2 separate regions of the Mus musculus genome follow, and region 2 is linked to region 1. Evidence: chromatin contacts called from public promoter capture Hi-C data. All regions are on one chromosome and are shown on one strand. The core of a region is the stretch at or near the end of the contact, and the rest is flanking DNA. Distances in the headings are between cores, read along the strand shown. Region 1 has its middle 15 kb from the start of Lats2. Region 2 overlaps Zdhhc20 (zinc finger, DHHC domain containing 20).

Region 1 (3,647 bases), core at 499-2,998:
CATTTGTACAACAGCACCCTTGCCTTCCACGTGTATGGCTTTTGTTCTTAATAATCTTTTCTCTCTTTTCTCAAAAAAAAACAACCTCATTTATGTCACCTTTAAATACTTCCTCCCTGGACGAGAGATGACTCAGCAGTTAAGAGTACTGGCTTCGCTTTTAGGGGTCCTGAGTTCAATTCCCAGCAACTACATAGTGTCTTAAAACCATCTATAATATGATCTGATGCCCTCTTCTATATATACACACATACACACATTAAATATACACACATACATACACACACACACACACACACACACACACACACACATATATATAAAATTTCCTGCCACCCTCTTCAATAAGAGCCGCCCTGACCTTGGATGGAGGCATGTGGTATCTGACCTTTAGTCTGAGAGGCAGGCATGTCTAGAAGGATACCACCCATCCCAGCTTTGGAGCCAACACAACCAGTCAGTAGTGGAATGGTGACCAAAGTTCTTAGCTTCTAGGATGTTGTTTTTCTCATCTGTAAAGCAGAGATCCACAGCTGTCTCTAGTGTCAAGAGGTCAAGCTAGAAACCCCTGGTGGAGAGTAGGTGTTGAGTAAACCGTTCATCCAAGAGAAGCTTAGCATTGAGAGCTGAAAGAACATTCTAGAAGGGAGGTTAGAAACTTTCCGTGAATAGTCAGTCTTATGAATCAAATTATTAGCAGCAAGTTTGAAGGAGGAAATGGAATTGTACAGAAGGCGATGGCCCATGTGCTGCCAATTACAGCCCAGAGCTTCGTGTTCTTGGAAGTTATGAACACAGCCTCTAAAAAAGGGCAATTTTGGTGATTTTTAAGTAAGGCACAGTTACAACAAACATCCTGTAGCTTTTGAATAGTTTTTTTTTAAATAAGTCTATTACGCTATATTAAATCCTACAAGCTGTACATGCCAAGGAATGCTAAAGAATTTGGGGACTTTGAATGGAAGTTCCCGAGCCTTAGAAAGGAACACCACCAACTGAACGTCACGACTGCAGCTGGGGAGTTAATTTTAAACCATTTTTAGTCCTGACAAGTATTTTGTTTGGCAAGAGGAGAACCCTGTTGTGGAGGATCTGAAATTTGGGGTTCTGGTTCACGGATAACTAGTATGCAGAGATAGGAAACAGGACGCACAGGTTAGACTAGAAATACACAATGTGACCTGTTGGGAACCCATAACATTATGTCACTCCCTTCCTGCCTCCCTCCCTTCCTTTCCTTCTTACCCCCTCCTGTTCCTCCTTCCCTTCCTTCCGTTCCTCTCTCCCTCCCTCTCTTCCTCCCTCCTCCTTTTCCTCTTTCCTGCCTTTCCTTCTTCCTTCCCTCCTTCCTTCCCTCCCTCTCTCCTTTATTCTTTCCTTCCTTCCTTGATAGGTTTGTGTTTATATTATTGTATCGTTAGCTGAACTGATCAAAGACAAGCAAGTCCTCTGCTTGTCCTGTACTTTGCTAAGAGTCGTCCAGTCCAAGCCAGGCCTGATAATGTAGGCCTAGAATCTCTATAATGCTGAGGAGGTCAAAGCAGGAAGATTGTGAGTTCAAGGCCAGCTTAGGTTACATTAAAATGATCCACATGTGTGGGAACTCACACCTCAGGGTCCCTTTGGGCAGGAGTTCCCACAGCATGGTGTTTACAGAATGCTTCGGGCAGCACCCAACTTCTCCAGTGCACATGCTCACAGTATGTGTCATTGAAAAACTTGCAGAATGTCAGGAAATTGAGACTCTGGGTGAAGCAAACTGGTCGGATGATTGCAATTCCTTCCTTCTGAGAAGCCATTCCTCACACCACAAGGAATGCTGAGAGGAATTTGCCCTTTTTCTCCAGGAAACAGCCCTCCTATCTAATAGGCATCGTGGTCTGTGCCAAGTGGGCTGACTGAGGACACATGCCAGCATGAGGGGTAAGGCCCCCAGAATTCCCTGGCAGCTATTTGCAATGGATCATTCACTGAACGTTAATTTGCAATGAAGTCATTACCTACAAGTTGTCAAAAAATAGAGCAGACAAAACAGTGGTTGGTGCCCAGGCTCCCTTGAAACTAGGTTTCATATTTGAACCTGCCTTCCTGGGTCCACTGAGCAAATGAGAGCCACTGTGGCTATCTTCCTGGCAATGGCCAGAACCCTCTGCTGGTGCAAGACTTTGTTTCGGTAGGTGTTTAGTCATTTAGTCAGATCGGAGAGGACTGAATGTCAGCCAGAGGGATCCATTGAACTGGAACAGAGTGAATGGAATAAGCTGAAGAGGGGAGAGGGGGAGTCCCACACAGAAAAGAAATAATGACAGATGCTTTTTATAGAGCAACCCACCAAGAAGCTCAGAGCAAAATACAAACAAAGGTTCAAGTGCCCAGAAGGCATCGCACAGTAACTGAGGGCCCAGTTGGAACCTACAGCTTGAATGGAGCTACTGTGGAGAGAACGCCAGCAAGGAGCACAGACCTCATGCGGGGTCAGTGCTGGGACAGCTCAAGTCATTCAAACACAGGTCCAGAGGCCTGGAAACACATTTAAAAATCACACCCCCAAATTAGCCTCAGAGAACTATAATTTCACCCGAGTATCTAATTTCTATTGTGTTATCAGAAGCACCATCCACTTCACTGAACTGCATTGGATAAGTGTGAAGTACTGAGATTCCGTGACTGTGTAATTAACTGACATTTGGTTGAAGGCAACTCTAAACTACCGGGTGCTTGATGGCAATAGGACAAACGCTAAGAAAAGGCAGAGTGTATTCAACCTCTGGGGCTTGGCTTCACTGCTGTTTTCCTCCCACCCCCACCCCCACCCCCACCCTGAAGTTTTCTAATTGAATGGTAAATGCATACAACTTTAACATTTCTTTGTTTGTTTGTTTGGTTTGGTTTGGTTTGGTTTGGTTTGGTTTGGTTTTTTGAGACAGGGTTTCTCTGTGTAGCCCTGGCTGTCCTGGAACTCACTCTGTAGACCAGGCTGGCCTCAAACTCAGAAGTCCATCTGCCTCTGCCTCCCAAGTGCTGGGACTAAAGGTGTGGGCCACCACGCCTGGCAACTTTAACATTTCTAAGCAACCAAAATACACAGTTAAGATAAAACAACAGGGAATTGGGCATGGCAGTTGGGACGCCAGGGTTGAAGGATCAGGAGTTTGAGACCAGCCAGGCAATACTGGATTTTGTGAAAGTGGATTGTGTTTTCCCAAATCCAAGGTTTGGGTTGCAGAAGTACCAGGGAGGGAAAGACCTGGAGTGGCTCTCAGATAGGAGGAGAGAAGCCTTCTTTATTGTCTCAGGCTGGTCAGAGACGCTGTGTGCATTGATACGCAGACAGAGTGTTATGTAGAACGGGTGTTGCTGTGACTAGGCACCTGACAAAAGTGGCTAAGGAGGGAAGGACTTATGGCTCACAGTTGAAGAACACTCTACAGTGGTGGGAAGACATGATGACAGGAGGGAGACACTGGTCACAGTGAACCACAGCTGGGGATGCTGGTTCTCTGCTCCCTCTCTCGTTTTTTTTTTTTACGCCATCTAGGAACTCCAGGCCATGAGGGCACTGCCCACATTTAGGATGTGTTAGGGAACACTGCCCTTCAGGTGTGAGGACCAAGCTGAGCACCAGCTTCTGCACTAGCTCTAAGTTA
Region 2 (3,647 bases), core at 665-3,164, 120 kb after region 1:
GAGATGGCTCAGTGGGTAAGAGCACCCGACTGCTCTTCCAAAGGTCCAGAGTTCAAATCCCAGCAACCACATGGTGGCTCACAACCATCCGTAACAAGATCTGACTCCCTCTTCTGGTGTGTCTGAAGACAGCTACAGTGTACTTACATATAATAAATAAATAAATCTTTAAAAAAAAAAAAAAAAACGCCTCCTTGATGGCTCAGAGGGTAGGAGCAGTGGCTGCTCTTCTAAGGGTTCAGGTCCCAGCATCCACATGGCAGCTCATAACCATCCATCACTGCAGTGCCAGGGGATTTGACACCCTCCTGGCACTGCATGCATGTGGTGCATAAACATACATGCAGACAAAACATCCATACACAACAGTATTTTCTCCTTGGTTTTGGTTAGTTTTATATTGATCTTATGAATCGATGTGGGGAAAACAGATATCTTCATACTACTATCTGAGATTCAATTAATATGCTATCTCCATTTTAGATTTCTATCCCACCAGTATACTTGCTAGATTCATTCCTAACCTTCTGTTTTTGATGTTATTAGAAAAAGTAGCACTAGAAATACAAATAAGTTTTACTGACCTTCTATCTTATCTTGCTAAATTCACAGTTTAGTTCTAGTGGCTTTTTTTTGAGAAGTCATTGGAATTTTCTAGTAAATGACAGTCTAGTATGTCAACAGGTCACATCCTTTTCTCTTGGTGATGAACTTCTACAGTTTATGTACTTTAAAATACTATTTTGTGTATGAGTGCTGTATTTGCAATATGTCTATAGACCACAGGCACAGCTCATGTCTTTGGAGGTCAGGAGTCAAAATCTTCTGGAGTTGGAAGTGTGCATGGTTGGAAGTGTGCATGGTTGGAAGTGTGCATGGTTGGAAGTGTGCATGGTTGGCTGTATTCATGTGGCTTCAAACTGGCTCTGAAGAGCATCAGTACTCTAAGTGGGGAGCCACCTCTCCAGCCCACTATGTATACTTTTTTTTGTTCCTGTTTAAAACAGTCTATCTAGTCTAGGACTAGATTGTCCTGGAACTCACTGTGTAAACCAGGCTGGCCTTGAACTCAGAAATCTTCCTTCTTCTGCCTCCCAGGTGCTGGGATTAAAGATCTGTACCACCATGCCTGGCCTGTGTATGCACTTTTTTTTTTTTTAATTTTATTTATATGAGTGCACTGTAGCTCTTTTCAGACATACCAGAAGAGGGCATCAGAACCTATTACAGGTAGTTGTGAGCCATGGTGTGGTTGCTGGGAGTTGAACTCAGGACCTCTGAAAGTTAGTGCTCTTAACCACTGAGCCACCTCTCCAGCCTGTATAAGCAACTTTAAAGATAAAATAGCTCAGAAGTCTACACTAATGTTTTTAATTATAACTGATGCCTACAGTTTCTGTTTTTCAGACAGGGTTCTCCAGTGGCCCAAGCTGACTTTGAACACTCTGCATGGCTGAGGATAAATACTGAAATTTGAGGTAAGCACTACCACATTCTGTTTAGAGTCCTAAGACTCAAACCCAGGGTTACATGCGCTCTAGGCAAGCACTTTACAAGCTGATCTCAAACCGTCACAAATGTAGCCAACAAGGCCTGCCCTTAACAGCCTTTACTTTATTATTACTATTACCAGGTATTTTTCCTCATTTACATTTCCAATGCTATCCCAAAGTCCCTATACCCCCCCCCCCACTCCTCCACCCACCCACTCCCACTTCTTGGCCCTGGCGTTCCCCTGTACTGAGGTGCCACCTATTTTCTGGGGAATGTAACAGGACAAAAAGGTGACGTACTGTGGGACAGAGCCAAGGGAACAACACTCTGTAAGTACAGCAGAGGTTCTGCAGTGACACAGCAGGGAACTCTGCAGGGAGCAGCTCAGCTCCAGCTCTCTCACTGCAGGCAGACTGTGCCAGGAAGGATGTGACCTTGGGTGAGGCAAGTCACACAGAAAGAGCTTGGCTGTAGCCTGCTGGCCACGCTTGCCACAGCTGAGCAGTCCTTCCTAGAAGGCAAATCTGCTCGGTGGAATTCAAGCCTACCAGAACACTGACAAAAAGGAAAATTGCACCTTTAACAGATGAAAAACCTGGCACACATCATCTCAAGTGGTGAACAGAGTTAAAAAGTGACACAGCATCATTTCTGTAGCACTCCTGCTCCAGGCTACTCTATCTAATCATAAGGAAACCAAACTGAAGGACATCCTACACAGCATGCCTGTGATTTTAAAAATGCCACAGTTACACTTCACTAAAGGCACTAAAGGACAGCTATAATTTGTGAGTCCCCCCTTTTTTATTTGCAGATTTGTGGCTCAAACCAAGGTTCTTATGCATCCTCACAACCAACTTTGTTCTATGAGATGGGAACTCACTATGTAGTAGAGACTGGCCTTGTACTCACTACATAACTCACAACTCAAAGAGCTCTTGAGCCACTACACAGAAGTTGGCCTTGAACTCACAATCCTGTCTCTGCCTGAGTGCTGAGACTGCAGGCATGAACTACCATGTCCATCTTTAATGTGTAACCCTGACTGGATGGTGAAGCAGGAGAAAGAACAAAGTTATGCTGTTTACAGAAATGGAGATAATCACATTATACAAATTAGCTAACACAGAATGACAAATGTTTTCTCTCATTTAAGGTTCAAACATAACAGCAGAAATGAACTGTCTGGGGACAAACGAGTATATGCTCAAATACAATACAAATGTACAAAAGCTTTGGCAAACATGTTAACATTTACAGTGAAGGCAAATGGCATGCACAGCTTACTCTCAAACACTCAGGAGACGATGACTAAAGGAAGCAGTGAGGGAGAAACAACATGCAGCAAATCTGGGTGAGGCCACAGGGAACTCTTTCCATTTATCCTTCACTAGTCAAAGTACAAGGCCAGTGGAACAAGTCTTGCAAAGCAGGCACTAGGCCTAGCTTCCACTACAGCGCCTCAGAAGCAAGACAGATTATAATCAAGGGAAACACAGGAAGGAAAATGAGATTTACCCACGTGTAATCAAACCCTGGAACAGTGAGGCACGGGTCTGCTTCTCTCTTACTGTGGTCTCTTACCAGTTGTCCCATCTTTTCCTCCATGATCTGAGGCACTACCTTTACCACATTCTAGATTTTTGTAAGGATTGTCTATTTCTAAATACCACATTCTGTTCCACTGCCAATATACTTCCCCATTAACTAGAATATATAATTAAAATATATATACTGTTTTAAATACCTAACAAAACTAAGAAAAAGCAAAGTTTGAACCTGCTGAAGATCAGGGTGTGTTAGTACACAATCTTGATCCCACTGCTCAGGAGATGGAGGCAGGTGGATCTCTGTGAGCTGAAAACGCCAGGTTGGTCTACAGATAAGTTCCAGGTTAGCCAGGCTACACAGTAAGAACCTGTATTTCTTTCTTTCTTGAAGCTATGCTATTAAGAGTAGAAATGGAATCTTGGCCTGGGCGGAGACCTAACATTCAAGCTGAGCTGGTTCAGTCGCTGGCTAAGGGCCCACCCCACTCACACTTTAGTCATGCTCAAGAAACAGAAGAAATAATCAGTTCTTTAATGAGATACTGGATATTTCTTTCCCAGAATCCCTGAGTCTAATATAGACACTTACAGGTAGCAGGCAGA

The links. Capture Hi-C pulls out chosen DNA fragments and counts their contacts.
Region 2: a promoter capture Hi-C map of adipose tissue shows a contact between it and region 1. The contact joins two enhancer-like sites. A contact is called at or near these places in 3 of 39 promoter capture datasets (the C10 cell line, embryonic stem cells and stem cell-derived epiblast-like cells), 1 of 484 Hi-C or Micro-C datasets (epidermal suprabasal cells), 1 of 115 datasets of contacts at active chromatin or transcription factors (effector CD8 T cells) and 3 of 9 other capture datasets (adipose tissue, liver and pancreatic islet).

What each region holds. Positions count from the first base shown.
Region 1 is chr14:57,758,828-57,762,474 of GRCm38.p6, forward strand. No RefSeq gene overlaps it. Among named protein-coding and RNA genes, the nearest start is that of Lats2, 15 kb to the left of the region's middle. Within about 2 kb of position 1,749, at least 58 of the 459 cell types and tissues checked have an H3K27ac peak or open chromatin away from gene starts, as enhancers often do. A contact at or near this core is called in adipose tissue, where this site is marked.
Region 2 is chr14:57,880,082-57,883,728 of GRCm38.p6, forward strand. The region is part of intron 1 of Zdhhc20 (zinc finger, DHHC domain containing 20); the gene reads right to left. Among named protein-coding and RNA genes, the nearest start is that of Zdhhc20, 8.4 kb to the right of the region's middle. Within about 2 kb of position 1,915, at least 122 of the 459 cell types and tissues checked have an H3K27ac peak or open chromatin away from gene starts, as enhancers often do. A contact at or near this core is called in adipose tissue, where this site is marked.